5 separate regions of the Mus musculus genome follow, and regions 2, 3, 4 and 5 are each linked to region 1. Evidence: chromatin contacts called from public HiChIP or PLAC-seq and promoter capture Hi-C data. All regions are on one chromosome and are shown on one strand. Each heading gives the region's core, a stretch centred on a gene start, on an enhancer-like site or on the middle of the called end of the contact. The rest is flanking DNA. Distances are from core to core; before and after follow the strand shown.

Region 1 (5,484 bases), core at 1,117-3,616:
ACCCTCTGGGCCAGGGGCGGCCCCGTGGCCGGCGTGAGTCCTTCCTGAGAACAGCCTGGCTCTTCCGGTGTTCTTTCTCTCAGCCCATCATCGCAATCGGACACAACCAGGTCGATAGCTGGTTAATGCAGTAAGGAAGGAAGGAGCATCTCAGAGGCTCTTGTGTGGTGTTGTTGTGTGGTGTTGCGTTTTGTTTTTCTTTCCCTTCTGAAAAACAAAACAAAACAAACAAACAAACAAAAAGGAATGAAATACTCGTGGTTTTGCCCAGACATGTACAGCGAAACCCCTTCGCCCACCTTGCAATCTGGCTCTGTCGCCCATTGGTCTGGTCCAGTTCTGTGTAGGTAGGTCGTCCCGGCTGTCTTAAAAGACTCACCATCCTATACACAGGAAAGATCCTGGAAAATAATGTCACCTCTATTCTACAACCCTAAGACCTTTGCTTGAGCAGGTGAGCCCTGGCTTCCTGTGACAGGTTTAACCAGAAACGGAATCAGGCTGCGGGGAAGCCATTCGAAGGCCTGAGCTGATCCTACTATGCCTCCTCTGTCCAGGCTCACCTTAAAGCCAACCTCCAGCACCAGGCAAGGAGACCAGGAGACCACAGAGAAGCTGCACAGATTCAATTTAGGAAGACCCCACATGCTGACATCGAACCCTAGACTTGGTAGCTCCCCAAACTTCTGTTTGTGTTTCTCCCACTAATTTTCTGAGTTAGTACCTCCTGGAGCCTAAGGTCAGTGGAATGCAGCCAGAGGTGGGACATGGGGGTCAAAACTGGAGGCCAGGGCCAGGGAGAAAGAAATCCATTCCCTAACTGTATTCACACTAGAGCCCGGCCAGCCCGGGACCCTTAGATTCCTCCAAGCTGGCGAGTTCCGGTTTGATTCTTAGTTCAGTCGGAGGCCCTTGGGGTGGTTTTTCTGCCTCTAAGCTAGGGCTCTTCACTCTACTGAAGAATCGCAGCCGGGGAGTTGTTCAGTCCGCAGGCCCACAGCAGGCCTGGCCCGCGCGTGGGTCGCCGCTACAGCCTTATCTGGGAGCTCCAGCTATCCCGGGAATTTCAGTATGACTTTCCACTGCACACACTAATCCGTGACGGTGGGCACTTGGACACTCACATTTCAAGTTAGATTTAGGAAATATCCTACCATAAAACCAAAGTCTTGCTCCCCGCCCCCACAATGCACACTCTCTACGGCTCTGGGGGAATTCTCGCCAAAAGAAAAACGCTGGGTCTGGGGACCAGAGAGCGGAAAGGGGAGGGGGATAGTGAAATGAATGGTCGCAATTAAAAAAAAAAAAATCACACCAACATAGAAACTTCTCGGAAGAGCTTTCGGAAAGTTCCCAGAGCCTAGGCTCTAAGTTTCTCTGCTCCTCCCCCACTCCATAGCCAGGAGCTCCACCAACTCCTTGCTTGTTCCACCAGACCACCTAGGCGCCAAACTCACTATTTCTTGTGAGGATTCTCAACAAGGTACCCTGGAGGTGTAAATGTAGCAAACTGCGGGGTTCCCCCGCCCTCCCCCCACCCAGCACAGAATAGGTCTTTTAAAGCTCGGAGAGGCAGCACTCCCAACTCCCAGGCAGCACGTTCACTCTTTTAGCTGCAGGCTTAGGCTTTGGAGAACGACCTAGGGACCAGAGCTGAAAAGTGCAAAGGGAGCCACGGGGGGGGGGGGGGGAGGGCGGGAAGCCCCGGAAGCCTGCCTTGGTCCAGGGTCCTGTCCCAACCCGGAACTACAGCTTCGAAGGGGGCTGAGAATTGAGGAGTTGGAAGACCTGAGGGGCTAGGTGACCCTGTACTAAGCCGCCACTCGTGGTCTCGGCTCTCCCCTCCGAGTGCGGGCAGGAGGGGGCGGGAAGAGACTGAGTCCAGTCCCGCCCCGCCCCGCCCGGCGCTCTGTACTCGCGGGGGAGGGCCGCCTCGCCCAGAAGGCTCCCGGGTGATTGGCGACTCCAGGAGGAGACGCAGGGAAAAGTCGAATAAGAGGGCGCGACGTCAGACTCGAGATTTGGGGAAGGGTGAAGGAGGGGGTGGAAGGGCGGGGACGGACACACAGACACTGACGCGGACACACACCCCCCGCACAGCGTTCTAAGTGTCTTCAACTTTAAGCCGCCTTAGCTCAGGGTGCGGAGACCGGGGAAGAGGGGAAGAGAGAACGAGAGAGTAAAGAGATTTAAAAGAGAGGAGTCAGACTAGGAAAAGTGAAGAGAGCAGAAAGGTGAGCAAAAGCAACCGTGAGAAACAGAAAGAGCAAAAAGAACCGCAGTTTCCCAGCGTCCAGGACTGCGAAGGAGCCTCGGGAGCGGAAGCGGCCAGGGGTGGGGTGAGGGGGGACGCAGCGAGGGGAGGGGAGAGGACAGGACAGGAGGAGAGTGTAAACTAGAGGAGGGCGAAGGAAGCGAGGCGCGACACAGCTCCCGGAGAGGAGGGCAGAACTGAGCGCCTAGCGCAGAGCGGCTCGCCCGGCCTAGAGGAGGGAGTGCTGCGCAGAGAGGAGGGGCTTGAGGCCCCGTAGAAATGTCAATCAGAGCCCGGAGCCCAGGGAATCTCGGCCAATCTGTTCGGACCTGACCTGACTCCTCGCTGCCGCCGCTGCCGCCGCCGCCGCCCGCCGCGGAGCAGATCAATAGGCGAACGCGGAGCGCGACGCAGCGCGGCCCGGGCTCGGCCCAGCCCCCGATGCGCTCCGGAGCCGGGGTCCGGAGCTGAGCACGGCGGCTCGGGGGTCCGGGCCCCCAGTCCGTAGGTGCGCCGCGGGCCACCATGTCCTTCCCCCAGCTCGGATACCAGTACATCCGCCCTCTCTACCCACCCGAACGCCCGGGAGCTGCGGGCGGCGGTGGAGGCGGCAGTAGCGCTGGGGGCCGGAGCGGTCCCGGCGCCGGAGCCTCCGAGTTGGCCGCCTCTGGGTCCCTATCCAATGTGCTTTCATCAGTGTACGGGGCACCCTACGCCGCTGCCGCAGCTGCCGCCGCCGCCGCTCAGGGTTACGGCGCCTTCCTGCCCTACGCCACGGAGCTGCCCATCTTCCCACAGCTGGTAAGAGCCAGAGAAACCCGGGAGAGAGGGGTTGGAGTTGGGGTGTGGGGCAAGGTGAGCGTGCAGAAGAAAGCTGGGGTCCCGGCGGGAGGATAAAGGTGGGGACGGCAGGAGCTCACTCGCGCTCCCTGCGCGCGTGTCCCCTTCCTTTTCCATGTGCGTACAGGGCGCTCAGTATGAGCTGAAGGACAGCCCTGGCGTCCAGCATCCGGCCACGGCCGCCGCGTTCCCGCACCCGCACCCCGCCTTCTACCCCTATGGCCAGTACCAGTTCGGGGACCCGTCCCGTCCCAAGAACGCCACCCGGGAAAGCACGAGCACGCTCAAGGCCTGGCTCAACGAGCACCGCAAGAACCCGTACCCCACCAAGGGCGAGAAGATCATGTTGGCCATCATCACCAAGATGACCCTCACCCAGGTGTCCACCTGGTTCGCCAACGCGCGCCGGCGCCTCAAGAAGGAGAACAAGATGACGTGGGCTCCCCGTAGTCGCACGGACGAGGAGGGCAATGCTTATGGGAGCGAGCGGGAGGAGGAGGACGAAGAGGAAGACGAGGAAGAGAGCAAACGCGAGCTGGAGATGGAGGAGGAGGAGCTCGCAGGAGAGGAGGAGGACACGGGGGGCGAGGGGCTGGCCGACGACGACGAGGATGAGGAGATCGATTTGGAAAACTTAGACAGCGCGGCAGCCGGGTCGGAGCTGACCCTGGCTGGGGCGGCGCACAGGAACGGCGACTTCGGCCTGGGACCCATTTCGGACTGCAAAACTAGCGACTCGGACGACAGCTCCGAAGGCTTGGAGGACCGACCACTGTCGGTCCTGAGCCTGGCCCCACCGCCACCGCCCGTGGCCAGGGCTCCTGCATCTCCACCTTCTCCACCCTCCAGCCTGGATCCCTGCGCTCCGGCCCCGGCGCCCTCCTCCGCCCTCCAGAAGCCCAAGATCTGGTCACTGGCCGAGACGGCCACCAGCCCGGACAACCCACGCCGCTCGCCTCCCGGAGCCGGAGGTTCGCCTCCCGGCGCAGCCGTTGCGCCCCCGACGCTGCAGCTCTCGCCCGCGGCCGCTGCAGCGGCTGCAGCGGCACACAGACTCGTGTCGGCGCCGCTTGGCAAATTCCCCGCTTGGACCAACAGGCCTTTCCCAGGGCCGCCGGCCGGTCCGCGGCCGCACCCGCTGTCCATGCTGGGCTCGGCCCCACAGCACCTGCTGGGACTTCCCGGAGCCGCAGGTCATCCCGCTGCGGCCGCAGCCGCCTATGCTCGGCCTGCCGAGCCGGAGAGTGGAACAGGTGACAAGAAAAATGTAGGGGCACAGTGGGAGGGTGTTGGTGGGGCTCTCGCCTAGACTAAAGGGAAAGAACGGGGCTTTGGGGGTGTGTGGGACGCCGGTGTTTTCCTCTTTGCTCGCAGGCGGGTGCAGCTGCCCTGGAGGCCTGGAGCCTGTGTTTTAAAGGCCTCCTTTTTCTTCCCTCTGTTTCCTACAGATCGCTGTAGTGCCTTGGAAGTGGAGAAAAAGTTACTCAAGACAGCTTTCCAGCCGGTGCCAAGGCGGTAAGAGACTCCGAATTTGGGAAGCATAGTGGGAGACCCTTCGGGAGGAATAAGAAAAACACAGAGCCAGTGGCGGGAGCCCTTTGCCCCCTGGGAAGGTAGCAAAGTAGCTGGCAAACTATTGCTAAAGGACCCAAAAAATCCACTCTTCTGTCACTTCTTGTGGACCCATAGACACGGTTCCATTCTCGGCTGGAGCACCTCAGGCCTGTGGTACAGAGCTAGGGGAAGTCTGGCCCTTACAAGAGGCCTGTGGCGCAGAAGGCCTCTGCGTAATGTCCACTTCCTTCCAAGCCCGGTCTTGACTTCTGATCTCTTTAGCTCAGCTTTTAGTTAATACTCCCACAGCTAAACACCGGCTTTATAGGGGATCCCCTATCTAAGCAGTCTCCCCAACTCTAAAGCTCACTGTCTCTGCTTCCGTTCTCTTCCAGGCCACAGAACCATCTGGACGCTGCTCTGGTCTTATCAGCTCTCTCCTCGTCTTAACTTTTCAACCATTTTTAAATCGTTGTACTAATTGTAAAAAACAAAACAAAACAAAATCGCTCTGTATAGTGACGAGTTGCAAGCATGTCTGTGTATGATTACCTTAAAAGAAACACTAAACAACAACAACAACAACAACAACAACAGGAAAGGACAAAAGAAAGAAAGAAAGCCAGTCCCCCCACCTTGGCCCTCCCCCAAGTCACCCCACATTTAGATTGTGAGGTTCCTTCGTTGTGTTGATTTCGGGGGGGGGGGGAGTGGGGTTACGGAGAGAACAAGCCTGTCTGACTCTTTTTGTATATACGGGAAAATGTACATACGTGTGAACCAAATTGTACAAGAAAGTATCTATTTTTTGGCTAAATAAATGAGCTGTTGCCACT
Region 2 (5,484 bases), core at 837-3,336, 490 kb before region 1:
AAAGTACATGAGTGATGACTTTCAAGGACGGGGACTTTTTGTTTCTGCAGCAAATCTAGACCATCCTGACTAATACAATGCCATGCAAACTAGAAAGGGCTACCTAAAGCCACACCATCTATTTTTTGGTAAACTCATGATTTCACCTCTGTTTCCAGCCATATAGAATTCCACTGTGTGTATACACTGCATCTTCCTTATGCATCCATGTGTCGAGAGGCATCTAGACTGGTTCCATTTTCTAGCTATTGGGAAGAGGATCCACTGGAGGAAGGCAGGGAGCCATCAGAAGTGAGGGAGCCCTGGGCCAAGAAGTAGGGGGATGGAACCAATAAAAGCAAAGTATTCTGAAAATCCCACAAGGAATTCCATTACTTTATATGCTAATTTAAAAAACAATAAAACACTTCCCCCACCCCCTGCCATCGCTCTCCCTTCCTTTCTCTTCCTCTCTTTCTGTCTGTCTCACAGGGTCTCACTATACAGCCTAGGTTGGATTTGAACTTGTGATCCTCTTGCCTCCTGAGAGTTGGTAGAGCAGACATGTGCTTTGGTGCCCAAGTATCTAAAAATAGCATCTGGGCTGGCTAGATGGTCCCCTGGGTAAGGATGCTGGCCAGCACAAGCCTGACAACCTGGTTTTCATCCCAAGAGCCCACATGTTGGACAGAGGGAGCACACATTTCTGCAAGCTGTCCCCTGCACGCCCCAGTAACTAATAGGTTCTTAGGAGCGACTGCTGGGGTGGGTGCCTCCCCAGGTGGACGCTGACCCTGTGAGGAGGCAGATGCTACAGGCTGTTCAAAGGAAGCTTTTGAACTATGCAAAGAGATAAGGAACTCAGCATAATAACGAAGCATTATTATGCTCGTGGGCCATTTAAACGGAATCAACTGCCTTCAGCAGGGCTTTGAAGCCATTTTCTATCACAGCAGTGCACGCCACTAATTTATTACTCTTTTATTACCCTTGAATTTTGCTTATAATTTTATTTTATTACATTTTTTAAACTATGCTCTTTCTTTTAAACACACGTCATCTTCAAAGCATCATCTGAAACACTTTCAATAAGTAGAGGGTCACTTCACCCTCACGGCATGCCTCGGATGCGATCTAGCCCATGTCTGTGGATGGAGCATCCTGGTGGCTAGGGACCTGCAGCTGCCCAAGGTCTTGAGGCTGATATGGCAACACTGGGCTATCTGGATCAGAGAGCACCCTCAACATCCTGCTTCCCCCCTGCCTTAGCAGAAATCATAGCTTGACCTGCAAGAACGGCTAGATTCTATTTCAAGAAAGTCTACTTTAAAAGGCTGGCAAACATGTGGGACATTTTTGGAAATGTTTCTATTAAAAAAAAAAGACTTCTTTTTAACAACTGTTGGTGCCTCTAAGGGAATAAAACTGGGGTTATCAGGGAAAAAAAAGCCACACGTGGGAAGCAGCAGCCAGGGCAGGATAAATGAGCAACCCTGAATTTCAGTGATCTTATAAACGCCGCGGGAGTGATAACCGTAAACCCTCTAAGCTCTTTCACGTAGTACGAGGAGTCTGTTTTCTGCGGCCGTACAGCTTTTTCTTTTAACTGCATTTTTCAAATAGAAAAAAATTTGCTCGCCACTGATGAGCAGCTTCCCCGACTTTACAGCGTGGGAGGAAAGGGTCATGATCGGAGGGAGGGATAGGAGAAGTGGCTGCCAGAGAGGCTTCAGTGCTGTTTCATCTCTGTTCCTTAGATGGGTAGGAGCTGAACTCAGAGCTCTGCAGGATGCAAATGTAGGGGACAGAGGAGGCTGGGATTCTGTGAGGGTCTCTCACCGGGAAACCCTGGGCACTTAAGCATCTCTTATGCTAGAGCATTTTTCTCCTCTGGCTGCCAGAACACCATCTTTGCGGCTCTGGAAACCTACGCGCCCCCCATGGACCGGATCTAAGGCCCTGAGATGGGCTGGATGGCTTATCCACCTTCAAGGCAGCTTCCTTCGGCTTCGATGTGCCAGGCTGGGTGACCTCGAGTGCTTCGTATCTCTCAGGCCACTTCTGACGACTCCTAATGTGATCCACATTCGGCACTCTAGTCGCAGGATTTATGAGGTCTAACAAGGGGAGAGAAGTGAGGCTGGGATCTAATTGTGACTGATGTGAAACAGACATGTAGAATGAATGGCTTTACAACATTTTCTTTGAAGTTTGTTAAAAGCAGTAAAGTGATATTCGCCATAAGTAAAACCTGCTGTTAGAGAAGTCACTGCACTGGGAACCTTGGCGTTTGCTTTATTTCTTGAATTTTAATTTGCCACTAGGAGGTTTTGAAATTTTCTATTTGGACACGGGATAGAAGTGAAGGGGGGGGGGAGACAGAGACAGAGACAGAGAGACAGAGAGAGAGACAGAGACAGAGAGAGAGCGCTATGAGGTACCTTCCTTGTGACGTCTCCTGGCCAGGTATTACAACGACAAGAATTATAAAATATAGTATGTTGTCATAATATAATAAAATGAAAATCAGTATGACATATGATGATGAATATAAGTGTAATGATGAATCACATCTAAATTATAGTTTTCTGTTTATCTTTTCTGTTGTTGGCTTATTTTTAAGATGGCATCTTACTATGTATCCCAGGCTGACTTTAAACTTGTGATCATTGCCACTATACCAATAATTAAAAGAAATGGTTTATTTATCTCAGGGAAAGGATGCTTTGGTTTATAATAGGCCACATGGCAGAGGTTCTCAACCCGTGGGTCGCGACCCCTTTGCTGTTTGAATGACCCTTTTACAGGGGTCACATATCAGATATCCTGTACGTCAGATAGTTACATTATGATTCATAACAGTATCAAAATTACAGTTATGATGTAGCAATGAAAATAATTTTATGGTTGGGGGTGGTGTGTGCAGTCTGAGAAACTGTATTAAAGGGACAGAGCATTAAGAAGGTCGAGAACCACAGCTGTAGAATATGCTTCAAGAATCATCTCTCTGTCTCTCTCTACCATGTAGACTCCCAGCACTGAACTCAGGACAGCAGTCTTGGTGGTAGGTGCCTTTACCCACTGGGAAGACTGTGTCTGCCACACCTAGATTTGTTATTCTTTTTTTTTAAAATGGGGGCTGGTGCAAGGGAGTACAGATGTCATATGCTTGCCATCAATCTCATCCCTATGTCATGTAATTCTCCAGTGTGACTCTAAACGACGGCAAAGTCTCAGGGAGTGGAGTAACCTTTCCCAGGGTCCTGGACCTAGTGGGAGATCTAGGTCCCCAAACTGTTGTCTGACTCCATCCTTCCATTGAGGGATGCAGGCAACCTTGCCTCAGAGCACACTGGGTAGGAGGACCACAAAACAAAGAATGACAAATAAGGAATGTGCTCAGACATTCTTTATCAAAGAAATAAAAGGGGGAAAAATCGACTCTTGGGTTGGCATGTGTTTTTCCATATAACATGGGACGCTATCTGGACTTGTATGTAACCCAGATGTCCCCAGCGTACCAGCTTCAGGGGCAGGATTTCCTTTTAATCCTCAAATAATGCTGTAAGCCCTGAGCCGACTGCAACACAGGAAGTCCCAGCTTTATTCGGTTTCTATGGCCCTTTCTATCTCCTTCTCCAGAAGCCTTGGAAGACCATTTAGATCCTCTAGCTAGTCCTGGTTGGTATTAAGAGTGTAAGCTGGCAGCTTGGCACCAGACACTCAATATCCCTTGATGGCTTCTCCTCAGTTAGCCATATCCTCCCTCACGACAACCGCTGCTTCCTCACCACTTTAGGATGGCCAGCCCCTGGCTAACCTGGTCACAGCTAAGACAGCCCTGAGATCTCCACCCGGGTTTTACTGGAGTCTTTGTGGGTATCAGTTGTGTAACAAAGAGGGTAGCGTGTGACTATTTCCTAGACTGGCATGCAACCTCAGTTTCCAGGGCTGAGGTCCTTTGTAGGAACTGTAAGTTCTAAATCCAGGACCATCACACACTAAGTCCACTCCTTTTGTTGCCCTTCAGCTCATCGCCCTGACCTGACCTTACTTTGGTTTCAGTCTTGCACTAAAGCTTTGCTAAATCCACCAGCTCTCAGACTCTAGAGCGAGCTTGACCTGAGAGAGTAATAACGGACAAAACTTCCCCCTCTGGAAGGTTATCAGAGGCTAACCTCTGCTCCCGGCTCAATATAATCAACAACATGAACAGTCCTTACCTTGCTGGGAAAGGCCCAGGCTAATGATCAACAATAGGTCACCTCCCCAGCCCACCTCTGTCATCAGACTGTACCCACATATACAGGTCCCTAAGAGTCCAATATAGGAGGGAGTTCTCCATTATACCAAGGGAAATGTCCTGCTAGAGTCACTGGCTTTGCTAAGTAAAAGGGTACCCAGGACATTGTCTTTGCATTTTGCAATCTCTTGTGGACAATGTTGAGATTAGAACACAAACACTTTTTCTTAGGAACAAAGTTCTGTATAAGGCAAATATCAGGAGAAAGCCAAGTTAGTGGGGAAAGAGGCTTATAATTCTCCAGGGACTAATATAACCACACAAACCAGAGGATGGAAGTATTACAAGAAATAGCTGGCAAAACTTGAATCAGGAACACATTTAAAAAGTGATTGTGTACTATTAAAAGGATTTTCTTTTGAAATGTGTAAAAGATTTGAGCAGTCGATTCCCAATAGAAGAAAAACACCCATGGTCAATAACATAAGAGACATAGAGTCACTATTCATCAGAAAAACATTCATTTAAATCCTAATGAGGCAGGCGTGGTGGGAGACACCTGTACACCTATAGCCCCATCACTTGGGAGGCAGAAGCAGAAGGGTTACCAGTTTGTAGCTTCAAACCAAACCAAACATAAAACCATATAAGATACCGTTATATAGCCACCAGGACCAGTAAAGAACCTTTAAAAACATGGCAATATCAAATATTAGTAAGCATGTAGTTAGTGTGGTAAGAAGTGAGCGCGACACTGGTAGGAGTTTTAAATGATGGAACAGCTGACAGCTGATGTCTTCCTGCTCAGTTGCCCAGGCTCTGTGAGCCAACTGCATCAGTCCCAGTGTAGACTTAAGGGGAACAGAAACACGTGATCCTACAAAGGTGTGTCCCTGAGAACGGGTAGCAGCTTCACACATAGAAGCAACAATTTGAGAATGGCCCACAATTTCGCCCATAGGAGACTGAATGAACAAACAGATATATTCACATAGCACCTCAATAAAAGGGAATAATCCCCCTATACATGATAATATAAACAAAGATTGAAAATGTCATCAAGGCTTAGTGTTAGAAACACACCTCTTGTCCTAGCACTTGAGAGACTGAGTCAAGAAGACCGCTGGTTCAAAGCCAGCCTGTGTTGCTTGGTGAGACGGTATCTACAAAATAAACCCCAAGTCTCAAAACCACTCGGAGAAAAACAAAACAACAACAATAGCAAAACAATAGAGTACAAGAGGAATGATCCCATTGTAGCA
Region 3 (5,484 bases), core at 2,188-4,687, 440 kb before region 1:
TCTAGCTCAACCTGAACCACTCAAAATGAAAAACAAAGACCATTACATCCTTCTCATCTCTAGTAGGTCCTAGATATTGTTTATTGGGGCTCTTAATTCACCCTGAAAAATGTTGTAATTATTGAAAGTGTCCAAGCTGTTAACTGGAAAACAACATATGCCACATTTACATAATGATTTGCATATAATTTCCATGTAATTCATTTAATGTCAAAATATACAGTTATGTTTCTAGCCCCTCTGTCTTTCCTCTCATGCCCTTCCCTGCTCCTACTGAGTTATTCAGAATTCTCATGATGTTGAAAGTTAACCATGAGTTGGACGCTGGGATCCAGTGTGTTGTCCTGACCAGATAGGTTTGACCAAACATTTTTATTTTTCCCAACTGGATTGACCAATGCATTGGGACCACATGGATACCAGGTACTACTTTCTGTTTGAGCCACATGGGTTCGTTTTAAAGATGAAGGACCAAGGTCAGGGAGATACTGTTTGCTATGTGGTGGCCCTAACTTACTTCCTCAGTCCCAGCAACCCAAAGGCTACCACATTCCTAGGCTTCATGACTTTAGGATGGGTCTCCATGTCACCTGCTGGGTCTGGTCTTCCTGAAAGTGAAAGCTTAAGATGAGAAATTAGATGTAGATGTTTTCCTATAGGAATGAGCCTGGGATGCAGGGGTGAGAGTGTGGGGAAACCCTGCTAATTAAGGTCACAGTCTACCGTGTCCAGATAGCATCTCTGAGCTCAGTGGGAAATGGAAAACTCTTTACCAGCAGGTTTTCCCCATCTCTGGCCTTGTCTGGGGAGCCTGACCCCTGAAAACCTCTACCTGGAGAAGGCTGAGTAGTCCTTGGCAAACCTACAAGTTCAACTTCCTCTTTCCCCGTGAGAACGTGCCCAGCGAGTACCTGCGATTTCTGGAATTCCTCCCTGTACAGATGAGGCGTTCACAGACTTTCAACTCCAGCCAAAGATTTCATTCACCCTGAAAACTCCTTCCCATCCTCCCAGGTTCCTATCTAGCCCTGGTTCATCCCCCAAAAAAGTGCATGCTTTCAAGCTCACCCTGAGTAAATCGCATGTGCACAAGGTAAGACTGTCTGAGAGAGCTGTTTCACTGAAGACTCCATCTTACCTGTCCAGTGTGCAGCAGCATCAGGATACCCTGAGAGGGAGGAAGTGGACGACTCAGAACAACAGCTGAAGGTGTGGCCCCAACACATGAGGGGGCTGCCAAGGAGGCAACTCGGGGATCAGTGATTCAATGCATTATGGAGGTGACTGTTCAGGCTCTCGGCTGTACTGGATGCTTCTAGAAAGGTCTGGAGTGCCTCTCTCTGGCATGCTCAGCTGGGACAGTCCTTGGCTGGCTGAGTATTGTCCTTGCAGTGAGTTTCCCTGCACTTAAAAAAATACATTTTATTTACTTGTTTTGGGTATGTACAGACTCATGTGCCATTGTGTCAGATAGCAGAAGAACTTTCAGGAATTGGGTCTCTTCTTCTATCATGTGGATCCCAGGCACAGAAAGCAGGCGGGCAGCCTTTACCAGCTGAGCCATCTACTGGACCTTCCTTCAGTGTCTAGTTCTGCAACTCCATGGACTCAGCAAGCTCTCTAGGTGTTTGCAGTGATGGACTAGAAGTGGGCCAGTGTGACACTGGGACTGAGTGAATTGACACCACCTGGCCTGCCCTTGCCAAGGTCAATGGTCAGGCTGAGCCAATTCAAAGTGGTTTTCAGACATTCTAGCCCTGTAAACACTAAGCTGTACTGTTTCCCCTCTGTCTTCAAGAGTACACACTACTTCAGGACAGGGCCTGGGGGACCACGGTGTCTGCAGAAAGTCAGCATCCCACAGTTCTGAGATGATGCATTGGGCATCAAGTCTAGCTTGTGCTCTGCTCCAGGCAAGTTGGATGCTCAGAGCTCAGGGAGATGCTGAGGACTCGGTTCTCTGATTTAGCCCTCTTTCTCCTTGGTTCTATGCAGTTAAAAAACAAAAACAAAAACAACAAAAAAATACAACTGTATAGAGAAGAAAAGAGATGACTCCAAGTCAAAGCTCACATTGACATCCATTGTAAAGCTGCCAAAGGCTAACAGAAAACCAGCTTACTGGAGACCCCTCCTTTGAGACAAAGTCTAGGACAAAATCCCAGCTGTGAATGGACTTCCTATGGTGGAAGAGCCTCCACTAGGCCAGCTCAGCATGGAACACCATGGAGACACCACCACATGTCTTGTGTGGGAATTGAGCTCTCTTACATTTCCAGGTTCTATTTGACTCTCTTTACATCCTTCGCTTTCCTCTGCTTCTCGCTTCTGTCACTCACTGGTTTGCCCACACTTGTATTTGCCATGTAGGTCTGTAGCATACTTCCTAAGTCCTGGGCCCCATCCAGACACTGCCCTCCATACATCCCTGACAGCAGAGACAGGAGCTGTGTCCACTCCGACTCACAGTGAAGGACAGGTGGCAACTGTCTACTGCTCATTCCTCAAGCAACCCAAAGGCCTAACAGCCATGGGCTGAGAGGAGGTCCTGCAAGGGGAACGGCTATGAATGCAGTCAATGGGTCTGCAGAAGAGGGTGGCAACCCCCTGCTATCCCTGTTCTTCGGTCTCTCTGTGGCCCCGATGTTGAAGTTGGCTGCTGAGATCTGACAGTAGAGTTCCCTCAGAGCTGCTCATGCACCAAGGGGCAGGAACTGCTGAGGTAGGGACAGGGAGAGGTGAATGGGCCAGAGGAACAGCTGGTATCAGGCAGGTTTGTATCAGCCGCTCCTTTTTCCTCTTCGTATAACTGTCAGATGCTCAAAGGGAATCCCTGTTGGCACACAGAGGTCTGCCTGGTACATCTGCTTTTAGACAGGCCTGTGCCAGGCCTTCCAGAGATTGCCCCTGAGTCCTTCGGTGTGAGCTAGCACTTTCTCCCTCCATCTTCTCCTCTCTCTCCCTGTGAGTGCACGCGCACACACACACACACACACACTGAGAGAGAGAGAGACAGACAGACAGAGACAGAGAGAGAGAGACAGACAGACAGAGACAGAGAGAGAGTTGCCAGTAACCGAGTGCTGTTCAGTAACATATTTACTGATAGGAAAGTAACGGGAGAAGACATTCTGACACAGCGCTAGAACCTCACTCCTTGGTTTGGTCCAACTCTACGTGGAAGTAGGTGTGGTGGTTATTTCTATGTGGTAGATGAAGGCTGGCCTCTTAGTGACATCAAATATTCCTCTCACTGACAGATCTGTAGTTGAGGGTCAAGCCGAGGAGCTCACACTTTGGGAGACCTGGGTTTCTTGTTCATTCAGCACTAGGCACAATGCTTTCCACGGGGACTTCAAATTTTGCTTTTTCCGAATTGGAGACTGTGTCCTCGTGCCTGCCTGAGACAAGTTTGCCACCAAGCTGCTTTTCAACGGGACCCCTTGTGGCTTTGTAATTGCCGCTATCTCTTTGAACATTTGGAATTTGTAATGAAGTCACTTTCCAGCCCTGATTCATCCCAAATTCAATATTCTGTTTCCTTTCGGTTTTTTCCCCCCAGCAATGAAAAGATCGGTAACTTTATAAAACATCTGAAAGCGTGGTGGAAGTTTCCTGGGGCTTGAAGTGTTGTGTTATGTTATCTTTGGAATAACTTTGAAGTCCCACCGGTGTAATGGAAGCTGTTATTATGTCATGAAGCTGATTAGCGTGCCTGTGGGAAACATTAATTGATGCTGACATCATAGCTGGCTTTGCAATCAGTCAGTTTGTTTTTGCTTCTTTCTGTCTCACTCCATGCCCCCACCCCCACCCCAATGCTCTTCATGTAAAGGTGGTGGACCACTTTCCGAGGAGGGTAATGGAACATGTATGGACGAGGCCAGATTCAACCGGCAGCCGCGGCCTCCAGACAGCACTGAGAGCAAATGGTGAAGCAAAGCCTTTGGCAGAAGCTTGGGGGGGGGGGGATGGCCCTTTGATTTGCCTGGAAAGGTTTTGATTTAGCTGGCATTCAGACTCTTGATATATAAAACTTTTAAACTCAGTAGTCAGCATGGCTGCCTGAATCCATTTGGTTCCAGTCGCTTATGATTAGGTTGATTGCTGGAGGCTCGGGGACCGTGGGGAGCCTCTCTGGCCTTTATTGAGAAAGACGATCACATTCCAGACTATCTTTTCCTTCTGTACAGAAGTACATTCCATTGACAAAGAAAGCTTCAGAGAGGAGACACAGTGGACTCCTCTTGTCTCAAGTTGTTAATATTTAACACACACAAAGCGATATCTTTCTGTTTGCCATGAACAATTAATTGATCCACCAATGCACTATGTGAATTTTTTTCATGATGTATTAATCTGGTCATGTCTTTCCCTTTACCTTTAGACTTAGGGGTAATATTTTCTGTGACACAGAAGTTCTTTTGGAAGGAAGGGGAAATCACAGGAAGTGTATAGAGCCCGTTTGATGGGAAGTGGGGAAATTCTAGATGGTTCTAGATTCGGGACGGCTTGGTCTTCTTGCTCCCTTCAGGGCACAAGTGTGGCCTGCTCTCCTCCCTCACTATTCCCATCACATTTCCATGCCACCTGCCTGGGAAGATGTCCATGATCGTGCCCCTGGTTGGCTGGGAAGATGGAGACTTGGTGTCTGTGGTGAACCAAGGCAGGGAAGACCTCGAAGGGAAACATCACTATTGTTGCACTTTATACATTTTTATCAAAATATATTAATTTCAGGAATGATGGTTTCATCTTGACATTCTCATACACGTGAGTACATTGTGTGCTCTCCTCGTGTTTCTCCTGCCTGTGCTCAATTCTCTCACTGCTCCCTTGTCCTTCCCAAATGGTCCCCTTTATTTTCATATCTGTACTTTACATCTAGATTCTGCCTATGAGAGCAAACACTCATGAGTTAGAGATTTCTTTTAGCTACATACATAGATGGCTGTTGTTTTTCACCTGGAAGCCACCTGCCCAGATTCACAGCCCTCCCCCCAAAGCATCCTTTTGAAGATGCCCATCACACAAGCGCCCACTGCTCATCGTCTTGTACCCACTGGGTGTGGGCTACATGAAAACAAGAGCCTTATCTGCCTTGCTCACTCCTTTCCTGATGGCATCGGTCACACAGTAGGTACTCAATAAATATCTCTTGATTGAGTGAGGGATTCGGCCAGAATCAGGCTGAAAACAGATTTCAGTTCAAGACTATAATAGAGAGACGTGGGCAGAGTTAAAGGAATGAAGAGAGGGGGAGCATTTAGATCCTGGCAAGAGCAAGAGGCTGTCACGACTCCAGAATGGGAAGGGACAAAGGAAGAGCAGGCATGGGACCGTGACTATGATTTCAGTACTTGAGAGGTCAAGGTAGGTCAGCTAGAAGTTCATGGGCACCCTCGGCTGACAAGTTTAAAGATCTGCCTGGCTATGTGAAATTCAGTTTCAAAAGGGATGAGAGGGAGGGGAGGGAGAGGAAGA
Region 4 (5,484 bases), core at 1,218-3,717, 410 kb before region 1:
TTACCTGATTTGGCTGCAACTTGCCTCTTGGGATCACGTCCTCCCGTGTGCTCTCTGGGTGATGAGTGAAGAAGCCAAGGCCAGGCTGAACCATGGGAAGAAGCAGGTTTCTGCAAGTCTCAAGTCCACCAAATTTTCCCACATCATAAAGGTTACATGGCCTGACCTCACCTTGATGAGGTAGGAGCAGGCTGTGCATCAGGTGGATGCTATCTGGATCCAAGAAGGGATGAAACTACACCTCACCGCATCACTCGGTCACCCCCCAGAACATGTATTGATCCGTACTTGAGGTTATTTATCCACCAATAGGAATTAAGGGGAACAACTGTATGAGATTTTACTCTATGGCTTTGACTGCATTAGGCTACACTTAACCTGGAAAGTGTTGAAGGAAAGAGTTTAAGATTACGTGGCATGCAGCACCAAGGGGCTTAGTCAGAAATGGAAGCATACTGAAGAAGGTTTCCTGAGCGTTCTGGAGTTTTCTAGTTCTATGGATAAGGTCTTAATTTTCTTAACTGAACTTGGAGCAGAAAATAGGAGCAGATTCTCAAAATGTTAAAAAGAATAACTGTCTGAAAAACAAAAACAAACAAACAAAAACAAAAGAAAACAAAAGCACAAGGTAAATGTCTTAGTTTAAGATCTTCCTATCCTTGTTGTGAAAGCTGCCTCAAAAGTTGCCTTGAGCCCCTGGAATATTCCAAATGAGAAGACTAGGGGGAGATGAGTCACCCATTTTTTTATTTAAATATACAATCTGCTGTAATAGTCGCCCCGTTTTAAATGATAACTCAGGAAGATGAAGGACACTGGACCCAACAACGACCACCTTCACCTGCAGGAACTTCTGCCCATGGATGTAGAGTAGAAGAGTCACCCACTCATCATTGATGAGGGCCTCAAGGTACAGATGCATGTCTATTTGAGATGGGTAAACAGCTGGGCAGGAGAAAGGAGCTATCTTCCTCTGTGCAGAGAGTCTCTAAGGTGACATGAGTGTCCTGTGCCACAGAGCCAACAAGGCCAAACCATCTACAAAGCCTCAGCTGGACCCAATCAAAGCATCACTGAATGTCTTGGTGAATCCAGGGGCTTCTCTGCCATGCCTTATTGTTCTTAGAACAAAGGAAGAATGAGGCGGATGGCTACCAGTGCCAGAGCTGCTTGCCACATGGAAGGCAGTTGGCAGCCAAGCCAAACCAACGACTCTTTCCTTAGGCAGAATTAGCATTGGCTTGTTTGTTGCTATTGAGATGGGGTCTTACATAGACCAGGCTGGGAGGACAGGAACATATCACCACACTAGCTTAAGGTTTTTGTTTTTTAATATAATTTGATAAATCTGTATCTAGTTTCTCTTGTAGGAGAAAAAGGCAGTGTTCCAAAAACAAACAAACAAACAAACAAACAAACCCAATCCTACATTTATTTATTACGAGTGTATGAGTGTGTGTGTGTGTGTGTGTGTGTGTGTGTGTGTGTGTGTGTGTGTGTGTGTGTATACTCCCTTCAACACTTGGGTCCAGGAAATTGAACTCAGGGCATCATGGTTGGTGGCAAGTGCCTAACCAATTGAGTCATCTCTCAGGCCAATATTTAATTTGAGGTCAGGGGACAGGCAGAGGCAGGAGGATGTCAAGCTTGGGACTAGTTTGGGCTATATAGTGAGTTTCAGGTCCACCGAGGCTTCATGGAGAGACTCTGGGTTTCAAAAAACAAAATAAAATGTCAAAGATAAAATTGCTGAAGAGATCAATCTGAAGTCCAGGCTGCACAAGGAGGATATCTGTTCCATGTAATGAGTGAGATGAAGGTACAGTACCACAAGTATGTACAGTTTTCACAAATCGATAAGCTCCTTTAGAATTTCAAATGTAGTCACAGCCTCGAGTTTATTTCTGTGCACATTTCATCATTGCTTTAACCAAGCTTCTATGGAGACAGATTTAGTGAGAGGGCAGTCAGTCTGAAGCCATTTTGGAAGTTGGTTTGTATGAAAGATGGGGTTCCCTATCTGTATCGACTTGACTGATAAACACCATAATGCGCCCCACTGTCCCTCTTTTTTAATGGGAGGGGTCCCACTCTTTGTCCAATCACAAGTACACATGGTAAACTCGGTTTAATGAGGTTCCACCTCCTGTGCCTCTTGCTGTTCCTTCTGGGTTAACCTCAATTATAGCCTGGGTCTTTGGAAACAGTGGGTAATCTTGCAGGAATGCGTTGTCCCCCTTCACCACCACCTCGGGGAAGATTTGCCTTTTTGGTGCTCAAAGCTGTTCTTCACCCACAGCAGCCTTAAAGTCTTCACATATTTTGCCTCCTGCAGAACCTATATAAATGTGCCCTCCTTTGTAATGCTAAAATACAAGCTTTGTTTTTTCAGGCGCTTAGGAGGGACACTTACCTTAATCCTCTTAGTCTGTGTGCCTTGAAGTGATAGCGCTCGGGCAGTTTCAAGTTTCAAGGAACCAGCTCTCCCTCCGAGGGGCTTTGAATGACCTCTTCTGGGATTCCTACCCTATGGCCCTTGTGGGAGGCACTTAAAAAGATTTTTAGCTGCCATTATTGCTCTGGGCTTGGAGGTCTAGCAAAGCTACTTTCCGAAAAATGAGAAAGAGGGGAGGGGAGGGGAGGGGAGGGGAGGGGAGGGGAGGGGAGGGGAGGGGAGGGGAGGGGAGGGGAGGGGAGGGGAGGGGAGGGGTGGGGAGGGGAGGGGAGGGGAGGGGAGGGGAGGGAGAGGAGAGGAGAGGAGAGGAGAGGAGAGGAGAGGAGAGTCTATGAGGGGAGAGGAGAGGAGAGGAGAGGAGAGGAGAGGAGAGGGAGGAGAGGAGAGGGAGAGGAGAGGAGAGGGAGAGGAGAGGAGAGGAGAGGAGAGGAGAGGAGAGGAGAGGAGAGGAGAGGAGAGGAGAGGAGAGGAGAGGAGAGGAGAGGAGAGGAGAGGAGAGGAGAGGAGAGGAGAGGAGAAAGGATGAAGGAGGAGAGAAGGGATTCACATGAAAATACTTTGTTTCTACTCTTCTCCCCCACCCACCCTCACCCCCTGCCCCCAAGCACTCGTGCCTTTTAAACACAAGTATCTTTGCAGCTTTGTGGGGTGGGGTGGGGGTGTTCTGTCTTTTGCAGTTCTGTGCTCCTGCTTATTTTGGTAAAATATCCTGTGATGGAATGTGTTCATTTCCTAACTACGGGGTGTGTTGGATCTTTCAAAGCAGTTTGCAAGACTCATACAACTTGATACTGGTCCACAACAAGGCAACCCTTTGCAAGCTCCCTTACTGAAGATTCTCTCCTCCCAGAAGCATCTATTAAGCATCAGGTACCGTCCAGGAGGCAGTGAAAGGTACAGAGATGTGGAGAGGAACTCAGAGAGCAATGTCAGCATGCCTGTGTTTGATTTAAAGACCCCCCTGGCTATAATTTGAAATTTAATGAAACTCATTTAGTAATCATTGAAGTAACATCCTGCTGTCTATGTGACTTCTGAAACCCTCAGCATAGGCTTACACCTGTACCATCATCTCTCAGGTCAGTTTGTGGAAAGGTGAAAAATAGGTCTCTCTTTTTATTTTTATTAGTTTACCATTGCTCTCTTCAGACAGACCAGAGGACCCCATTGCAGATGGTTGTGAGCCACCATGTGGTTGCTGGGAATTGAACTCAGGACCTCTGGAAGGGCAATCAGTGCTCTTAACCACTGAGCCATCTCTCCAGCCTCAGGTCTCTCTTTTTAAAATGATCCCCAGATTACTACAGCCACAGGACTAAAATACTGGCTTCCCCTCTTTGTGCTCTTTCTCAGTAGAGTCTAGCCCCAGTGCCCACTAGTGTCTGAGAGCACTGAGGCTAGACTTGCTGGTCTGTGGGGCGACTTCCAATCACAGGCCCTGCATCTTCTCTTAATCTTGAGACAAGCAGAACAGGAAAACTTGTGCTCATACAGCTGGGTGGACATACCACCCCGAGCTGGCCAGCCATTCCATGCCATTCCTCTGGCCATTGATGATTTGTGGACACGTGACTAATCTGACCCTAGAAGTCTAATGTCTGTCTTTCCTGGGAGATAGCTGAAAAGTAAACACTCGCTTTGCTCAGATTCTGTCGAGTGAAAATAATCACGTTCACCATCGGTTTTGTTCAGATCAAACACAGAGTGTGTGTGTGTGTGTGTGTGTAGGGGGAGAGGGGGTGGGCAGGTCGGGGACCTAGACCCCAGGCTACTCCATCAAAACACAGTGGCTGAGCTGTCCAGAAGCACATAAACCATGAGCGATTCTCAGGCAGCCTCCAAGAGTCCCAGACTACAGACTCACAGAATCCCCCTTAATGAACACTTATCCCAAATACACTCTTTCCTCCAGACAGTCCTGTTGTCCAGATAGATCCCAGACCTGTTGAATATTCTAAAAACTATCCTGTAAAATAGCTCTGACTACACACCAAGTTAGGACAAGAAGACCAACAACCCTAGTAGAACTCATTTGGGTATATATTAGATGGAGGACTAATTGGGAAGAGGCACAGGATTGATTAATTAGTCGGGTGGTAGAAGTACGTGCATGAAAATGTCCTAATGAAATCTATTGTCATGAGTTAGAAGTAGCATTACAGAAATAATGAGGGAGCTTGTGTGGATGGGGGATAGAACTGTGAAGTTCCATGGAAAATGCTAGACCTTTGTCTAGACCCTCCAACTGATCATGCTGAAGAGCTAGCTCCCAAGCTGTGCAGATGTCAGCTTGAATCCAAAGAACAGAGGCACGCTCTTCTCAGAAGCACCGAAAGGAGGCTCACTCTACCGCCAAGAAGAAGGATTTTTGAAGCTGTGCAGGTAGACCCCAAGCATGAGTCTGTTAATTGTGAGCTGTTTGATGTCGACAAGCTCTTTAGAGATTTAATCTACAATATGCAAATGAGAGTAAATGCATAGGTAGCTACAGCAATAAATGAGATAATACTTGTAAAACACTTAGCATAATAATTGCACAGAGTAATTATCCGTTTAACCTTCCTTCCAGTTCCTGACCTCACGCTGCCTCTTAGCCGCTATCTCCCACTTTCACCTCACACGGAGGTGTTTTGGAAGTACCTTCCCATCACCCACCCTTCTGAAGTCTCTGCAGTAGGCGCATCTATTGGTCACTGAGCTTAGGTCTCCCAGCCTCGGTTTACCTATCTGAAGAGAAGGAGGGAAGAGTGTGGCTGGGATAAATGTTCATTAAGGGGGCTTCTGGGAGTCTGTTAAACCCAGGCATTTGACAACAAAATTATTAAAAATTCGCAGAAAGCACCTCACATGTGCATTGTTCCATCAATAGCTTTCTTTGTTACAGATTTATTTTTTTATGTGCATTTGTGTGTGTGTGTGTGTGCTTGCACAAGGGTGCACAAGCGCTTGCGTGTGCATGTACGGACACTTGGGAGGCTAGAAGAGGTCATAAGAGCTCCTGGAGCTGGAGCTATGGCTGGCTGGGAACC
Region 5 (5,484 bases), core at 760-3,259, 310 kb before region 1:
ACAGCGAACATGCTGGCTAATTTTAATCCTCGGTGTAACCTATGCTCAGGTCTCCCTCTTATAGCTAAGAAGATCTGGCTTCACATGCATTATTTAATCCGGTCTTCATCACCGTCTTGAAGGGCTGAAGGAATCACTCTGTATGTAACGATGAGAAAGTGGGACACCGAGACTTTCTTTGACTTACCCAGAGTCACACAGCCGTAGTTCTGGACTTCTTTTCCCAAGCTGTTGGTGTTGATGCCCATCACCTCTTAGGGATTCTAAATATAGATGCCAAGTATTCACTCTCCAGTCTGCTTTTTCTTGTGTAGATAAAAGAATATTGGGCATCTTACCAGTTTCCCTGGTGGATAGAACTAAAACATTGAAGCCATGTATATAGCTCTTTTCTTTCATTGAAGAAAAAGCTTTGCTTATCATTACTGCTATTTGCATTTGCTGAGACTTTGACCCAACAACATCCCCACTGTGTGACATTCCCTAGGGAGAAGTGAACAAAAATGTCTACTCAGCCAAAGGAGAGCATGAGCAACAGATAAAAGATACTCTTTTACCCAAATCTAATCATTAAGTCAGTGAGTAGGTCCTTGGGCACAATGGACTCAAAGGTAGTTATCTCACCAAATGCCAAGGCACGCATGACCAAGTACCAAAGGTAAGTCTCTGAGCCTCCCACACAGCCTGCAGAAAGCTCCACTACAGAGCCTTCTCTTGATGGTTAGTGTTTGCTGCTTATACAGACTTGTGGAAGGGCCTTGTGAATCTTGTCACTTCCTAAACTTCCTCAGTCATAGTCTATTGATATTTCGGGCCAGACAATGCTTTGTTATAGAGCTGATCCAAACATCTTTGTTTCTGGTTGAATGTGTAGCAGCATCCCAAGAGAGGCCAGTGTCAAACTCTACTCTCTACATCCCTGTCACAACTGTGACAGTAATATATATATATGTGTGTGTGTGTGTGTGTGTGTATCTCCCGACATCACCAAGGGTCCCCCAGCATCAAAATAATAGCAATAATAACAACAACAACAATAATAATTTTAAAAATTGAGAACCATTGAGCAAACAAGCTGAAAGCGAAGCTTTTTTCCCCCATTCCTTATTACCTATTTCAGCTCAGAGATCCGGGAGTTCTTTTGGTTCTCCTAAACAATTATTTGACTCAGCAACAAACTAGTAGAGAAAACACTTGCCATTTTGAGATGCTTTTAGTCTGAAGACAAACTTTCCCAGACAGATATCAATGTTTTTACCTCAGTGGCTAGGATTAAGTTGTTCTCTTTGAGATGTGTAGGCAGCCATTTTCAAAATGGCTTCCCAACTTCCAATGGGACCAGTGCCCTCTGCTGGAGAGCTCGCCTGCATTGCCTCAGAGCAAGTTGGGTGAAATGGCTTGAAAAATATAATGAACCGCAGAAGCTGTTTAGAATAAAGGTCAATGAAACAGTCCAATTAGTAAGAAATCGGCAATGGCTTTCTGTACTCGGGCGCTGTTTCCATAAGCTTCCTGGTTTCTTACAAGAATGCGTTGATGATGAAGTTCCTTGCATATCTTCTTTCTAAAAGTCAGCTTCTTATTTAGATACCTGTAACAACCGCATCAGCAAACCCTTGTGCAGTGCTTTCTCCATGTTACTCATGGAGCAATTACCCCATCATTATCCACGGTGCCTCCTTGCGTTTTGGCAGTAGGTCTCGGACACAGAGCTTCTTATTCCTTACACATGAGGAAACTGATGTATAACTCACAGAGTACCGCTCGAAGAAGCCAACTGACCAAGCAGGGCCAGCCTTCAGCAGGCGAGGAAAGCCTTCCAAACCCTGTGCCCTGTGCTTCTCTGGGCTGCCCTTGGACTTCACTGAGGAAGCTCCCGTTCCTCAGTATGCCTCATAGCGATCTAAGGAGGCAGTATGCAGACATGCAGTGACATTTTGAATTTCCCTTCATTTATTTCAACCCTATTTTTCATCAAAGTATCATTTTTAGCTCCTGAAACTCCAGGAAGATTAAGTTACTTTTCTCCAAATGTGGGCTCTCTCTCTCTCTCTCTCTCTCTCTCTCTCTCTCTCTCTCTCTCTCTCTCTCTCTCTTTCTCTCCAGACTGCGGAATTCTAAACACAGCCTGGATGCCTAAGCCGTCTCTTACCCGTGAACATGAAGCTCTCTAAAAATATTATAACCAAACAACATCCATGTGCATCAGACTCTATCACGATCTACCCGAGACACTGTAATTTATGGCCTTTCTTATTACTTTAAAAGCCTGGGATTCTTGTAGAATATGGTTTAGTGGGTCAAACATTCCCTCTCCTCTCATTTATCAGGCTTTTGATCTTAGTCAGTCCTGATGGTTGGCATGCCTGGCCCACAGCCCTGTGCTGGGAGATCACACACAACAGGCCTCCTTCCGTTTTAAAATCTTGAGGGGACGCTGCAGCTCCAGCCCGGCCTCGGTTAGCAGAGGATGTATTGAGTTCCCGTGGTCCCCGCTGCCCCTTTGTCTATTATTATTTTATAGTTTTGTTCTGCATTCTTTCCACTCAACCTCCAGTCCATAGAAGCCTGTTTCTTTATTGGTTGCATATGTCTGCACCCTTTTACCCCAGCAGGGAAAGACAAAATATTCTGGAGGGCTCGGAGGCCTGGGATGGACAGCTAATCCCCCCCCCAGCTTGAACTAATCGTCGGCCGATGTGCTATTGTAGCGAGCCCTGTTCTGGGCAGCTGAGCGGTGGGGTTTCAATTTGTAGGAGCATAAACAGATACTAAAGTTAGAAGAACGGGCTGGGTCATTTGTTAGCAGAGTTCAGATCAAATTATCACAGCGGTCCCCTGCTGACAGGCTGAACAATTACCTCCTTTTTTCTTGATCTTTAAATGTTTTCTGTTTCACTTAAGCCTCAGTAAATACTTTACTTCTTGTGGGCTTCATTTATTGACACAGAGGGGCCTGATTTATTTAATTTTGTTTCTCTGCCGCCTTCCCAGAAAGAAGTTGTAATGTTTTGTTGAAATCTCTCCCCAATGATAGGTTTATCATGGCAGCCCGAGGAAGCGGGTTAATGACGTGACTATAAATTATCTGGCTTTTTAATGAGAGGTTGAGATGCCCAGATTCTAAAGCCAATTTTGAAAGCTTTAAACCAGAAAGCCAACCCTCTGACACTGGGAAAAGTTGACATTCCCGGTCCGAAACTAGTCTAAAAGAGATGGCTGAGCACTGGGGATCCCGAATCAGTAATTGGATTATTCCCGACCCAAGAATGGGATTCCTCTTTGAAGAGAACATGGAATGTATTGTGGCTGTGATGTTTGTCCCTGCCGCCGCGGATGCAGTGATGCTCTTGAGTTCACCGGAATTAACACCAGCATTTGTTTTCACTCTTGCCCCTCCCCCAGCTGCAACCCTTGACTTTCTCTCTCCCATAGTTACATTTGTCTGCTTCTTACAGTCCTACTGGGACGGATTTATCATCATTTGCTAACATATCTGTCTCAAAATCTCAGCTTTGATCAGCTTGTATTTTATAACTTACATCTGTTCTACATTTAACCTTTTGTAATGCTGTTTTTCAAAAATATTACCTGATCTAACAGAAGAAGTATACTGGAGAAGGAGTTCTGGGGTGTACATTTCCTTTTAAAATCTCACCAAGCATACCTGGCTCCTTGGGCACAGTTTTATTACTCTTCCAGAGTCGTCCTTTCATTAAATGTATAAATCCATCGCTTCCCCCACTTTGTGACGGGGACCTCAGGAGATCCCCAGCTTCACACCCTGTATCTGCTCCTGAGCTGCCATTCTGACCCTCGCTCTGCCTGAAAGGCTCCTGGGTCAGGCTTGGTCACATGGGCCCCTGAGGCCTGTGGCTGGAACCAGAGCTGGCCCTCCTGTCCCTTTGGCCTGTCCCAGAGGGGACCAAAGGTCCTTTCTACAGGTTCCAACTTCCAGCACATTTGGATTCAATTTCATTGCTTATTTTATTTTAATAAAGTTAATTTATTTTAACCAATGAATCATGAATTTTTGAGACACCCAAAAAAGGTATTAAAATTATATAATAAATACTCATTTCATCCGTCACCCAGTTTAAGAAATAAAATATTACAAGCCACAGCAGGAGGCCCCTTTGATAAAGCCCCTTCCCTCCATCACTCAGAAAAGGTCCCCTGAACCCAAGTTCAGTTGCCCAAGTCCAAGTGTTTTTCTATACTCTACTAATGAATGCAGGTTGACCCTTGGAAGCCTCGGTTTTACATCTGCAGACTTAATGAAAAATAGACAAAAAAAAAGTTGTGCCTGTACTAAACGTATACATACAGTCGTTTATTTTCTTTTTTTTCCCATTTTTTATTAGGTATTTAGCTCATTTACATTTCCAATGCTATACCAAAAGTCCCCCATATCCACCCACCCCCACTCCCCTGCCCACCCACTCCCCCTTTTTGGCCCTGGTGTTCCCCTGTACTGGGGCATATAAAGTTTGCAAGTCCAATGGGCCTCTCTTTCCAGTGATGGCCGACTAGGCCATCTTTTGATATATATGCAGCTAGAGTCAAGAGCTCCGGGGTACTGGTTAGTTCATAATGTTGTTCCACCTATAGGGTTGCAGATCCCTTTAGCTCCTTGGCTACTTTCTCTAGCTCCTCCATTGGGAGCCCTATGATCCATCCATTAGCTGACTGTGGGCATCCACTTCTGTGTTTGCTAGGCCCCGGCATAGTCTCACAAGAGACAGCTACATCTGGGTCCTTTCAATAAAATCTTGCTAGTGTGTGCAATGGTGTCAGCGTTTGGATGCTGATTATGGGGTGGATCCCTGGATATGGCAGTCTCTACATGGTCCATCCTTTCCTCTCAACTCCAAACTTTGTCTCTGTAACTCCTTCCATGGGTGTTTTGTTCCCATATCTAAGGAGGGGCATAGTGTCCACACTTCAGTCTTCATTCTTCTTGAGTTTCATGTGTTTAGCAAATTATATCTTATATCTTGGGTATCCTAGGTTTGGGGCTAATATCCACTTATCAGTGAGTACATATTGTGTGAGTTTCTTTGTGAATGTGTTACCTCACTCAGGATGATGCCCTCCAGGTCCATCCATTTGGCTAGGAATTTCATAAATTCATTCTTTTTAATAGCTGAGTAGTACTCCATTGTGTAGATGTACCACATTTTCTGTATCCATTCCTCTGTTGAGGGGCATCTAGGTTCTTTCCAGCTTCTGGCTATTATAAATAAGGCTGCTATGAACATAGTGGAGCATGTGTCCTTCTTACCTGTTGGGGCATCTTCTGGATATATGCCCAGGAGAGGTATTGCTGGATCCTCCGGTAGTACTATGTCCAGTTTTCTGAGGAACCGCCAGACTGATTTCCAGAGTGGTTGTACAAGCCTGCACTCCCACCAACAATGGAGGAGTGTTCCTCTTTCTCCACATCCACGCCAGCATCTGCTGTCACCTGAATTTTTGATCTTA

The links. Promoter capture Hi-C pulls out the DNA fragments that hold promoters and counts their contacts. HiChIP or PLAC-seq counts read pairs in DNA pulled down with a chosen protein or histone mark.
Region 2: a contact with region 1 is called in an H3K4me3 HiChIP or PLAC-seq map of craniofacial prominence, with 6 times the contacts expected there. The contact joins the enhancer-like site here to the promoter of Irx3 in region 1. A contact is called at or near these places in 9 of 39 promoter capture datasets (the 3T3-L1 cell line, cranial neural crest, embryonic stem cells and 4 more), 1 of 484 Hi-C or Micro-C datasets (myocytes), 14 of 115 datasets of contacts at active chromatin or transcription factors (craniofacial prominence, differentiating embryonic stem cells, embryonic basal ganglia and 8 more) and 3 of 9 other capture datasets (adipose tissue, embryonic tail and liver).
Region 3: an H3K4me3 HiChIP or PLAC-seq map of craniofacial prominence shows a contact between it and region 1, with 4 times the contacts expected there. The contact joins the enhancer-like site here to the promoter of Irx3 in region 1. A contact is called at or near these places in 8 of 39 promoter capture datasets (the 3T3-L1 cell line, cranial neural crest, embryonic stem cells and 4 more), 4 of 484 Hi-C or Micro-C datasets (embryonic retina, myocytes, palatal mesenchyme and 1 more), 6 of 115 datasets of contacts at active chromatin or transcription factors (craniofacial prominence, embryonic basal ganglia, embryonic forebrain and 3 more) and 3 of 9 other capture datasets (adipose tissue, embryonic stem cells and embryonic tail).
Region 4: a contact with region 1 is called in a promoter capture Hi-C map of stem cell-derived epiblast-like cells, with 4 times the contacts expected there. The contact joins the enhancer-like site here to the promoter of Irx3 in region 1. A contact is called at or near these places in 13 of 39 promoter capture datasets (the 3T3-L1 cell line, cranial neural crest, embryonic stem cells and 8 more), 1 of 484 Hi-C or Micro-C datasets (embryonic stem cells), 11 of 115 datasets of contacts at active chromatin or transcription factors (craniofacial prominence, differentiating embryonic stem cells, embryonic forebrain and 5 more) and 5 of 9 other capture datasets (adipose tissue, embryonic stem cells, embryonic tail and 2 more).
Region 5: a promoter capture Hi-C map of second pharyngeal arch cranial neural crest shows a contact between it and region 1, with 7 times the contacts expected there. The contact joins the enhancer-like site here to the promoter of Irx3 in region 1. A contact is called at or near these places in 16 of 39 promoter capture datasets (the 3T3-L1 cell line, 3T3-L1-derived adipocytes, cranial neural crest and 9 more), 23 of 484 Hi-C or Micro-C datasets (the C2C12 cell line, adipose-derived mesenchymal stem cells, cerebellum and 12 more), 17 of 115 datasets of contacts at active chromatin or transcription factors (cardiomyocytes, craniofacial prominence, differentiating embryonic stem cells and 9 more) and 6 of 9 other capture datasets (adipose tissue, embryonic stem cells, embryonic tail and 3 more).

What each region holds. Positions count from the first base shown.
Region 1 is chr8:91,798,536-91,804,019 of GRCm38.p6, reverse strand. Irx3 (Iroquois related homeobox 3) reads left to right here and starts at 2,366. Exons shown (of 4, transcript NM_008393.3): 1 at 2,366-3,055; 2 at 3,222-4,347; 3 at 4,543-4,609; 4 at 5,044-5,484. The coding sequence starts at 2,780. The coding sequence ends at 5,098. It overlaps Irx3os (a long non-coding RNA gene), which reads right to left and starts at 684. Exons shown (of 4, transcript XR_003947581.1): 1 at 300-684; 2 at 1-207.
Region 2 is chr8:92,283,608-92,289,091 of GRCm38.p6, reverse strand. No RefSeq gene overlaps it. Among named protein-coding and RNA genes, the nearest start is that of Crnde, 70 kb to the left of the region's middle. Within about 2 kb of position 2,086, at least 7 of the 459 cell types and tissues checked have an H3K27ac peak or open chromatin away from gene starts, as enhancers often do. A contact at or near this core is called in craniofacial prominence, embryonic limb bud and second pharyngeal arch cranial neural crest, where this site is marked.
Region 3 is chr8:92,239,329-92,244,812 of GRCm38.p6, reverse strand. No RefSeq gene overlaps it. Among named protein-coding and RNA genes, the nearest start is that of Crnde, 110 kb to the left of the region's middle. Within about 2 kb of position 3,437, at least 3 of the 459 cell types and tissues checked have an H3K27ac peak or open chromatin away from gene starts, as enhancers often do. A contact at or near this core is called in craniofacial prominence, where this site is marked.
Region 4 is chr8:92,213,369-92,218,852 of GRCm38.p6, reverse strand. No RefSeq gene overlaps it. Among named protein-coding and RNA genes, the nearest start is that of Crnde, 140 kb to the left of the region's middle. Within about 2 kb of position 2,467, at least 13 of the 459 cell types and tissues checked have an H3K27ac peak or open chromatin away from gene starts, as enhancers often do. A contact at or near this core is called in craniofacial prominence, differentiating embryonic stem cells and stem cell-derived epiblast-like cells, where this site is marked.
Region 5 is chr8:92,111,931-92,117,414 of GRCm38.p6, reverse strand. No RefSeq gene overlaps it. Among named protein-coding and RNA genes, the nearest start is that of Gm24254, 75 kb to the right of the region's middle. Within about 2 kb of position 2,009, at least 20 of the 459 cell types and tissues checked have an H3K27ac peak or open chromatin away from gene starts, as enhancers often do. A contact at or near this core is called in craniofacial prominence and second pharyngeal arch cranial neural crest, where this site is marked.